2 separate regions of the Mus musculus genome follow, and region 1 is linked to region 2. A link is a contact called in public capture Hi-C data. All regions are on one chromosome and are shown on one strand. The core of a region is the stretch at or near the end of the contact, and the rest is flanking DNA. Distances in the headings are between cores, read along the strand shown.

Evidence for each region. Capture Hi-C pulls out chosen DNA fragments and counts their contacts.
Region 1: a contact with region 2 is called in a capture Hi-C map of bone marrow-derived macrophages, with 5 times the contacts expected there. The contact joins two enhancer-like sites. A contact is called at or near these places in 2 of 484 Hi-C or Micro-C datasets (the HL-1 cell line and psoas muscle), 5 of 115 datasets of contacts at active chromatin or transcription factors (CD8 T cells, effector CD8 T cells, embryonic stem cells and 2 more) and 1 of 9 other capture datasets (bone marrow-derived macrophages).

Annotation. Positions count from the first base shown.
Region 1 is chr3:115,761,929-115,767,273 of GRCm38.p6, forward strand. No RefSeq gene overlaps it. Among named protein-coding and RNA genes, the nearest start is that of S1pr1, 50 kb to the left of the region's middle. Within about 2 kb of position 1,538, at least 42 of the 459 cell types and tissues checked have an H3K27ac peak or open chromatin away from gene starts, as enhancers often do. A contact at or near this core is called in bone marrow-derived macrophages, where this site is marked.
Region 2 is chr3:115,692,587-115,697,474 of GRCm38.p6, forward strand. No RefSeq gene overlaps it. Among named protein-coding and RNA genes, the nearest start is that of S1pr1, 20 kb to the right of the region's middle. Within about 2 kb of position 3,040, at least 37 of the 459 cell types and tissues checked have an H3K27ac peak or open chromatin away from gene starts, as enhancers often do. A contact at or near this core is called in bone marrow-derived macrophages, where this site is marked.

The DNA of each region.
Region 1 (5,345 bases), core at 288-2,787, 68 kb after region 2:
AGACAGAAGTGTTAAACATCATGGTGAAGATAGTTAATGAGACTGAAGGCAGGAGCCCACACCCACAGGGGTAGGCAGAAGATGATGAGCTAGAGGCCAGCCTGGACTGTAAAGCAACAAGTGAGATTTCAGCTTAATACAGGGACTGGAGAGAGGGCTGAACAATTGCTGCTCTTTCAGAGGTCCGGATTTGTTTCATAACCCTAACACTAGGCTGTCCATCGCCACCTATAAATTCAGCTATGGGAGATCTGACACCATCTTCTAACCCCCATGGGCACCGCAAACAGATGTCTATCCCCACACAAAGACAAACACACATACACAAATAAAACAAAAACTTTTTAAAAAAGACAAAAAAAAATGAAGATACTAGGATATGGTAGCACTCCCATAATCTACCAACTCATTCAAGTGGCCACTGTAAAATATTTTTGCCATTTGGAAAAGATATCAAAGGCAATGCTGATACCAAACTCCATATAGACTATTGCTCAGTTACCAAATACTAAGAACTCTTATTGTATTGTTTTAATGAGCAAATTCATTCAATGTACAATATAACAACATTACTGGGTGGTATTTATTATTGAATCTCCTTTTGAGATGGAGGAAAGTAAGGCCCAAATGCATGCAGTTCCCTCTTTCATAGGGAAAGTTTCAAATTAGAAAGATTTCATACATAACTAGCCAGTAGGCTACTTAAGGCTCAAGCCATTAAAAAAAGGCCACAGTGCTTCAATAGAGCCCTGATCCAGACAGCAACATCAAAATTATAAGTGCAATGGCAGAACCACAAATAAAATCAATGTTCAAGTCATTCATTTCCAAAACTAAGCCTGAGCTCTTCTTTCTCAAACACTTCAGAATCACTACCCAAAGGGGAAGTTTTATAAAATAAAATTGTGACTTCCCTAAAATCCCTTGATAAGATTTAGAGTTAAGTTTAAGAAAGAGAGAGCAAGGCTGGCGCAGAATCTTCTAGACTGGATTTTTAACTACCAAGGGGCAGCGATGTATGAGCAGGCTACACTTCACAGCCTGCCTGAGGTAGAATGGCTTAGGAAAACTGCCTCAGGAAGTCAGGAGACAATATGAGCCTCTAAGACTTTCCGTACCTTGCTAGTCACAGGAAATCTTAAAATACCAAGTCCACTCAGCCCACGTCTCCATGGCCTGCGAGGCATTTACAATATCATACCAGGCATAGGTCATACTCTTTATCCAACTAAAGTAGCCTTTCATGTGCTACTCTTACTTATACGTTTATGTCAGAAAGAGCTTACATGATAAAAGATAATCTTATCGGGGCTGAATGAAAGAGGGGTGCATCAGAGAGGAAACTCAATGAAGGAAGCCACAAGGTCTTTTCTGGGAGCTGGGAGGTAAAGGGTTTGTTTCATGCTTCTTGAGATGGTATTTGTAAAACCAGGATAGCGCACAGACGTACATTGGCAGATGTATCACTGCATGCCTGCACAGCTGTGTGGGAAGGAAGCAGAGCTAAAGCTCTTGAGCAACCTCCAGCTGATCTAACTATCCCAGCCCAGGAGCTGACACAGCACTCCAGGCGCTGACACATGAGCCCAGCCTTCAGATGGCCCTGTGCACAGCTGTTATCTTTGTGAAGACCTTCGAAGGACCCCACTCTGTCAACTCCCTGGAAGATTAACTCACTAAATAAATAACTAGAGTGTTCGCTCTTTTGTTGGTTTTGAGGGACAGGTTCTCATGGAATCCAGGCTGGCCTCTGGACTCGAGCCCTCACTCCTCCTTGGAAATCAATGTTCATCTTTTGGTTTCTTAATTGAGATGGGATCTTGGTATATAGCCCGCTGACCTTGAATTACAGGAATGGACCACCATGCCTGGCCTCAAATACTCTGCTCTTAAAGGTCACAAAAGGCTTTCTCCACACAAAATCTACATGTTATTTTTAAAAATCTACCTGCCTATATATTTGCTTATACACGTAGCCGTGACTAAGAACCAAAGAGAAGCTGTCAGCCAGTATAGACATAGTTAGAAAAACTCCAAGTACAAGCAGCTGCAAACACGGATGTTTTGAATTGTTGATATTTCTTTAATTATTTATTTTATCATTTCTTTATTAATAATTTTATGGTGGCTCAAATATGTAATTACCACATGTATTGCACATGTTTAACTACATGTATTGCACATGAGCTTGAAGCTCACTTTAACTTTTGAGGCTGCCTTAAGGAATTAAATACTGCCTTATAAAACACTTTCATGTTGTGAGCTATATAGACCATTTAAGATAAAATATCCATGGCAAAATTAAGTAAGGGAAGAATCATTTTATCAAAGTCACGAATGTCAGAACACAGGTACTATTACAAAGATCAGAAATACAATTGCTCACAAACGTTATTCTGTTTGTATTTATTTGTGTGTGTGTGTGTGCGTGTTGTGTGTGTGCGTGCGCATCCTGCTCTGTCATTCATCTGTAGATGCATCCCCATGCTCTACCAATGACGTGGGTGCTAGGATTTGAACTTAGGTCTAACCTCCTCAGCCAATACTCCTGACTCAAGCTGTGTTTTTGTCTTAAAAATTTTAAAAACAGGGCCAATTAAAGAAGATATATTATTCTTTTTTTTGGATAATAAAAATTTGGTTATTTTACTTTTATAATTTTTGTCTGATGTCATTTATTTAACTTTTTTATTCACTTCCAAGTTACTAAGGCCTAAGTGTTAACTACTATGAGAAAGAAGAGTCAGAATTAACAAATCTCTTAGAAACTAGAAGATAAATATTTGGTCGTTAAAGAGTCAGTAATAAGAGCAAAGATAATATGTTTCCTGGCACTTAGATTAATAAATCATTATTAACTACTCTAGCATTTGTTCTATTAAGGTAATAGATACACATTTGTGCATTGTACTTTAGTTTTTCTGCCATGTTTCATATGCTGCCTGCTGCCTCCCATCTCATGAAGTGCTTGCTTGGAGCTTCGCAGAACTTTGCTTGTCTCTCGTCTACCATGCACTGTGGACACATCCTGTGCCCAGCACTCACCGTCAAGAATACGTCAAGGATACGTACTTTCTAAAACTCTGCCCAGTCTTCCCTCCCCCACTGCTCAGCATCTCTCTGTCGTCATCTAACTGGGACATCTAAGAATAGTCTTTGATCATGTCTCTTGCTTCTTTTGTGTTATTATTGACATTTCTAGGGTCCTAAAATGGCTCAGTGGGTTAAAGGGCACTTGGTGCATAAGCTTAACGAGCCGAGTTCCCCCTTCAGAGCCCATCTAAAGGTGAAAAGGGAAAACTGGCTCTGAAACATGGTCATCCACTGCCACGCATGTGCTGTGGCTCTCCCTCCACCCACCATGTCTGCACACACAGTAATAAAACAGTGAATTTAATATTCCCTTGATTGTTTTCCTGATAGGATACACTAGAATGATATTTTTATCCTTATGCTTCGTCCTGGCTCATCCTCCCTGACTGCCCTTCGCCGTCTCTTGTCTGTTCAATGGTTCCCTTCCTCTCCCCAAACAGTCCCTCTGTTTGCATTATGTTGTACATGTTCTGTTTTGCTTGCTTCTTAGAGTCAACCAGTTACCAAAGCTGTCAGTTCTCCCTCCGTATTGTAGCTCGCTGGTATCTCTTTTCCACTGCTTTTTCTTAGCTGATGACTTGTTAAACTCTTGTTAAGACAACCACCATTTTGTCCTGGCTGATTCTTTGACTTAAGTCTATATTTTTCTTCTCCTTCAGTATATTCATTCCCACCAGATTCTTTTTCTTGGGTTACCTGGATGACTAATACCTACTTTAATGTCACATCTATTATTTTGACCTCATAAATGCGAGAATAATTGGTGATGATTGATTGACTAGTCTAAGTTCTGGGAAACGTGCTATAATCTATTTTTAATATGTCCAAATATTTATGTTTTGATTTTTAAAGGGGTTCATTAATTCTAACTCTTCTTTCTTATAATAGCTACACTTGGTTATTAATAACTTGGAAGTAGATAAATAACTGACAGCCAGGCCAGTCAACAGATATGGAGAAGGTGCTCTTTGGAAGTGAAGTATCTGCTAAGTAGACAGTCAAGCTTTAACAGCAGGCAAAGGGATACAGACTATTGCAGTCTGGACGTTCTGTGTTGTCCAGAGTTCCTTGCTTGAGTACACAGATGGGAAAACATTTGATTAAATGCCCTTCCTCCTCTGGCTATGAACCTTCAAAAACTGCACTTCTCTTTTAAAAATAACAAGATTGCGGTCTCGGATTCCTTTGGAAACGATGAAATGTAACTGCTAGACCTGGTCAGAGCAGGGAGAGGAACCCTGAAAACAAGTGAGTGTCCTGGTTATTTTGTCGGATGTGCAAGCTCATGCGAGGAAGCAAAATGAAACTATTATGAAAGGTTGAAATAACAGCGTAGCCCAGGCTAAGGGAGGCACTTGAGGACTGTCTGTTCAGAGCCCTCTGACACAGGACTTCCTCTGGCTCGGTGTTCCCCACCCACCTCTCCTTCCTAAAACAGGATTCCCAATGACCTCACTTGCTTCTCAAATAGCCGTTCTGTAAAAACAAAACTGTTTCTCATACAAAGAGCTTTTTCCTAGTTAGCTATGCAATCAAAACTTAAACTTCAGTGTATTCAACATATTCAACATATTCAACGAACTGCAGGTAAAAAAATTTTTTTCCAAAATATAGGATACTTGAGGCCACAGAGACAGTTATTATTAATTGAATCTTCTTTCTTTCTTTCTTTCTTTCTTTCTTTCTTTCTTTCTTTCTTTCTTTCTTTCTTTCTTTCTTTCTCTCTCTCTCTCTCTCTCTCTCTCTCTCTCTCTCTCTCTCTTTCTTTCTTCTTCGCTGATTGTTTTTGGTCATGGAACAGCATAAACTTGGCTAGAAACCAATTCTTAAATGTTGCTACTTAAGTCTACTGCTGGCCCTACGGCTGTGTAGTACCACAGAGAGAGAAAGCACATTCCTTCCTACAGATTCTAGAGGTTCATGGGTTCCATAAGAACAGAAGCTAGTCTCTGGCTTTGGGGAGTGGGAGGGCTGTGGGCCTAAGAAGAGCCTCCCTTGGGCTACCTTATCTTCTTGGCATCTAGGAAGTGGGACAAGAAAACTCCTAAATATTGTCTCTTTGTTCTTAGGTTGGAATTTCTGCGGCAATAGTGGGAGTCTGGCTCAGAAGACTCCTATAGGTTTTATCTTCAATTGAGTCATGGGCTGAATATGCACAAAATATGTTTGACAACTACTTGAGATTTGGTGTTATAACTTGTTGCTTAGACCCAGACAGATAATTCCAGGTTTTCAGAAATTATCTTTCCTGA
Region 2 (4,888 bases), core at 1,790-4,289:
GGGGCAGACAGCAGGGGCAGGCAGGCAAGAGCCTAAGGACTCAACTTCTCCCTTCTACCAGGGCCTTACATAAACCACAATCCCTCCCCCATGCTCTAGGCGCTTAGAGGAAGACGGTGGCGGATGAACATTTTATCCCAAGGATTACATCAGCAGATCCTGGAGAGGATGGCCTTTGTGTGTGTGTGTGTGTGTGTGTGTGTGTGTGTGTGTGTGTGTGTGTGTGTGTGCCTATGAAGTTTGAACCCAGGGCCTTATGCATGCTAATCATGGCTTCAGTCACTGACCAATATCTGTCAGCTGGATTGTATTTTATGTTGGGATTTTGTTGTTTATTTTTTTGGCACGTTTTTATATGGAACCTAAGCTAACCCAGAACCCACAATGCCTCCCAACTTAGTTTCCAGGGCTCTGGGATTACAGGTCTACACCCTCACAAAGAATGGGCTCTTCTCGGCTGTTTACATCATAGCATTTCCCTCCACCCCTCCACGGGAAGGAAGGGCTTGGGAGGGAATCCAGAATTCTTTAGACTAAATAACATGCATATTTTTGCACCTCCTAATTGTAACATAGATAAAAGCTACAGTCCCCAGCACTCATTCACTTTTGGGTTTCATGAAAAAAAAAAAAAAAAAAAGACAGTCTAAGCACAAAACGTCATTGTTGACTGGCAGAACTTCCAAAGGAATGAGTTCTTTGAAAGACCAGAATAGTCTTCCTATGTGGTCTGGCTTTAGGAGAGCTCATCTGGGGAAAGGAGAGGAGGAGACAAGGAAATGGCTGTGGCAAGGGTCTAGCCTGTTTTCTTCATGACTGTGTGCAGAATAGTAAATCCCCGATAAACCCTTGCTAAAAGAGCAACGAGCATTTGAGAATCTGCCTGTGCCAGCCATTGAGAAGCACAGTCCTATCTAATTCATTAAAAAGCATGGTCCTTTCTAGTTCTCTCCACAGCCTGGGAAGCCGGAACTCTTATCACTAGTTGATAGATCCGGATGTGGATTCGGGTAGGGGAGTGTAGCTCAGTTGGTGGACGGTGTGCAGGAAATCCTGGGGTTCCTCTCCAGAGCCATGTAAAATTATACGTGGTAGTTCACGCCTGTCATCGCAACACTTAGGAGGAAGAGAAAAGAGGATCAGAATTTCAAAGTCATACATAGCTACACGGAGCGTTCAAAGTCAGCCTGAGCTCCGTAAGACTCTGTCACCAAAAGGAGTGGTGGGGTGGGCAGTGAGATGGACCGAGGGGGGAGTGTCCTTGCATTCAAGCTGGATAATTTGAGGGTGATCCCCAGGACCCACACTGTGAAGAAACACCTCCTGCAGCTTGTCTCCTACTTCCACAGGTACATCATGGAGCTAGAGCATACACCACCACACACACACACACACACACACACACACACACACACACACATGCACACACTTATAAACAAATAAATATGAACAAACATATTGAAAAAAGAAAGGAAAGCAGGGAGAGAGAGAGAGAGAGAGAGAGAGAGAGAGAGAGAGAGAGAGAGAGAGAGAGAGAGAGAGAGAGAGAGAGGCTGGAGAGATGGGCTAAATGTTAAGAGGGCTTGCTGTTCTCACAGAGGACTAGAGTTCAAATTACCACCCAAGGTACCAATCTGACTAAATCTGAACAAACTCCGGCCAGGAGCTGTGTCACCTACAAACGCAAACACAACAGCTCATTTTTGACCACTGTTAATAGGACTATGGTTGCAAAATGGCTTGGAGAAAGAGGAAGAAGAAAGTTATCGCAAGCCACCTATCTCTACAGCTCACATGGCCTGTAATTAATTTGAGCTCCATTGGACCAAGCACGATCCTCTGACCTCTGAAGGCAGCTGCATTGATGTGCGTGCATCACCCACACAGACAGACACATGTATATGCAATCACAAAAATCAAAATATAGCTTAAGAAAGAAAGAAAGTGTGAAATTAATTGGAGTTTAATATTTTTCCTGGGCCACATTTAGTAAACAATATGCTAGGAATAGGATACAAAAATAGGCCAAACTATCCACTGTGAGTCTTGTTTTGTTTTGTTTTGTTAGGTTTTGTTTTGCTGTTTTATGTATTTTTCTTTTAAGTAGATAAAGTCTTCATATGGAAGAAACTTTAATGATACTTTTGTCTTTTATAGGAAAAGATACTTTATTTTATAGGAAAAATTCTGATGTTTTCTGTGGTAACTGGATTACACACACACACACACACACACACACACACACACACACACACACACACACCTTAAAAGCAAAAAGAATACACAATAGTTTTTCCCTGCCAGGTGTGGTAGAGCTGAAACATTTGCAAAGCTGAGACAGAATGGCTGTGAGCCTCAGGATAGCTTGAACTATCTAGTGGTAGGTGAAGGTCTGCCTCCAATAGTAAAGAGGAGAAAGAAAGATTCTTGCCGCTGCCCTGACCTCTCTGAGAATGCAACATTGATGTTGTAGCTAGTGTAGAGCTAGGTTCAAATGCTACTAATTGCCTGGATAGAAAGAAGTCAGGAGCAGCAGAAAGGACTGTGCAGAGAATCGAAATGAAATTCCGCAGGGGGGGGGGGGGTGTGGAAAAGGGAAGACATGACCCTAATCAGCACTTTAACTGAAATAAGCACTTTTTAAGGTCAAAAGAACCCTTGAGCTTTGTGCAATCAAGGCTTAAGAAAACAAAATGGGCCAAATTGCATAAAAATAAGTCCTTTCTTGGATTTCCAATGACGTCAGAAACCACAAAAGACTTCACCATCCATTCAAATTACAGCCTTCTCTTTCTGCCTCTGGTGAGATGCTTGGTCAAAAACCATCATCTGTTCATCTACATTAGCATTCACCACACCCTTCAGCTTTGATCTCCTGCTCTCTCTAAATTCAGTCACCCTGAAGCCAGAGAGCAGAATCACTGTCAGTCCCAAGATTTGCATTCCAAGGTTCTAAAGAAAATCTGGCTAGATCTGAACAGACCCGGGCCAGGGGCTGTGTCACCTACAAACACAAACACAACAGCTCATTTTTGATCACCGTTAATAGGACTGTGGTTGCGAAATGGCTTGGGCAAAGAGGAAGAAGAAAGTTATCGCAAGCCACCTATCTCTACGAAAAGACAATTGGATATATAGATCTCGGAGGTTCTGTCTAACTTGAACAATCTGTGTGTCCAAGACTAAGGAAATTTCTCAACTTCCCCAAGGAAGCCAAAGCCAAAGCCCTCAGCTTCACTGCTCATCTTGGTCTTGTGTCTAAGGGGAAGTTATTTTAACTCATTAGTCCTTGACTTTTCGTGCTCAGGAGCCAGAGAGTAGTATACATACATTCGCAGAAGCACTGTATATAGCTAGTTGGAATGGGAAAATCAGACCTGATAACATACTTGTGTTAAATATTGTTTTAGAACTGTTTACATGGGCTGGAGAGATGGCTCAGTGGTTAAGATTGCTCTTCCAGAGGTCCTGAGTTCAATTCCCAGCAACCACATTGTGACTCACAACCATGTGTAATGGGATCTGACGTCTCTTCTGGTGTGTGTCTGAAGACAACTGCAGTGTACTTATATAAATAAAAAATAAGTAAATCTTTAGAACTGTTTACATGCATATAGTATATGTTGATCATAGTCACACATTACTATCTCTCATCTTCCTGCCCCTCATGCTGAACCCTTCTTCCAAACAAGTTTTTTTCCTACTTTTGAGTCTTCTGGAGGGGAGTTGATAGCTGAGTTTAATTAGGGCCACGAGGATCTGCATTCATTGGGGGTGGGGGAGGTGGACGTTGATCTTTACAGCAACACAGGCAAATTACCAGTGACTCTGAAGACAATGACTCCTTTCCCCAACTGTCAATAATTCTTCATGCGGGGCGGGTGTCTCCACAATGGACTATTGATCTTGTACAGGTAGTGTGTATGGTAACCACTGCTGTTGTGAGTTCCTGAGTGTCATGGTTATGTCATGTCCAGAAGACAGCATTTCACAGCACTCTGCCCTGTCCCTCCTCAAGCACTTCTTCATGCCCTCTTTCCATGATGGTTACTGATCATTGTGGAAAAGGAAGTAAGGTTGACATAGAAGTCCCATGTAGAGGTGCAAGGCATGATCTTCCTGCCATAGGGTAGGCCTCAGATCCAATCAGAGAGTGTTTGGCTACCCCCAAACCAGTCATACCATTATTGCTAGTCTTGCCTATAAGGTCATAATCTTGCCTATAAGGTAAGTATTGTAACACACAGGGTCCAAATTTCAGTCACTGATGGTCTTCTCCAGCAGTCTATATATACCTCAGACACTATGAAAACTTTGCCAACATATTTTTTTATGCTTTTAAATTTTAAGGAAATTTCTGAAAGGAACATGGGAGGAGTATTTACACTTGGACAGTGTTCCACATGCATCATGCCTTTACCTGCCTTACTTTCCCATCATGCTAATACATTAGGACAGCATCCTTTAGAGAGTTCTGGGAGCTGCGTCTTTGGGTGTCTGCCATCACTACTCAGCAGATCTCTAGGAGCTGGAGGCCCCTGTGAAGACATGCAGTAGTTTCTGATGATAATATATACCTGCCAAGAAGAATCTTCATCCACAGAGTCCTAGAACCTGAGCTTTTCTAGTCTTCCAATCCACCATGTTTGTCAAAGCCTAGGAGAAAAAAAAATACCTCCTCCAATGTGGGATTGCCTTGGTACCCAGAGTAGACTCCTGGGTAGATAACCCAGGCCTGAGAGCTCTCCCTGGAGCACCGATTTATATTGATGGTAAAGCAGGCTCCCTGAGATCCTTGCTGGCTACTGTTAAGGCCACTTCATCCAGGAGGATGAAAAGCTGTAGTTCATCCTCGGCTAGACGTTGTGTTTGAAACCAGACTGTCCTA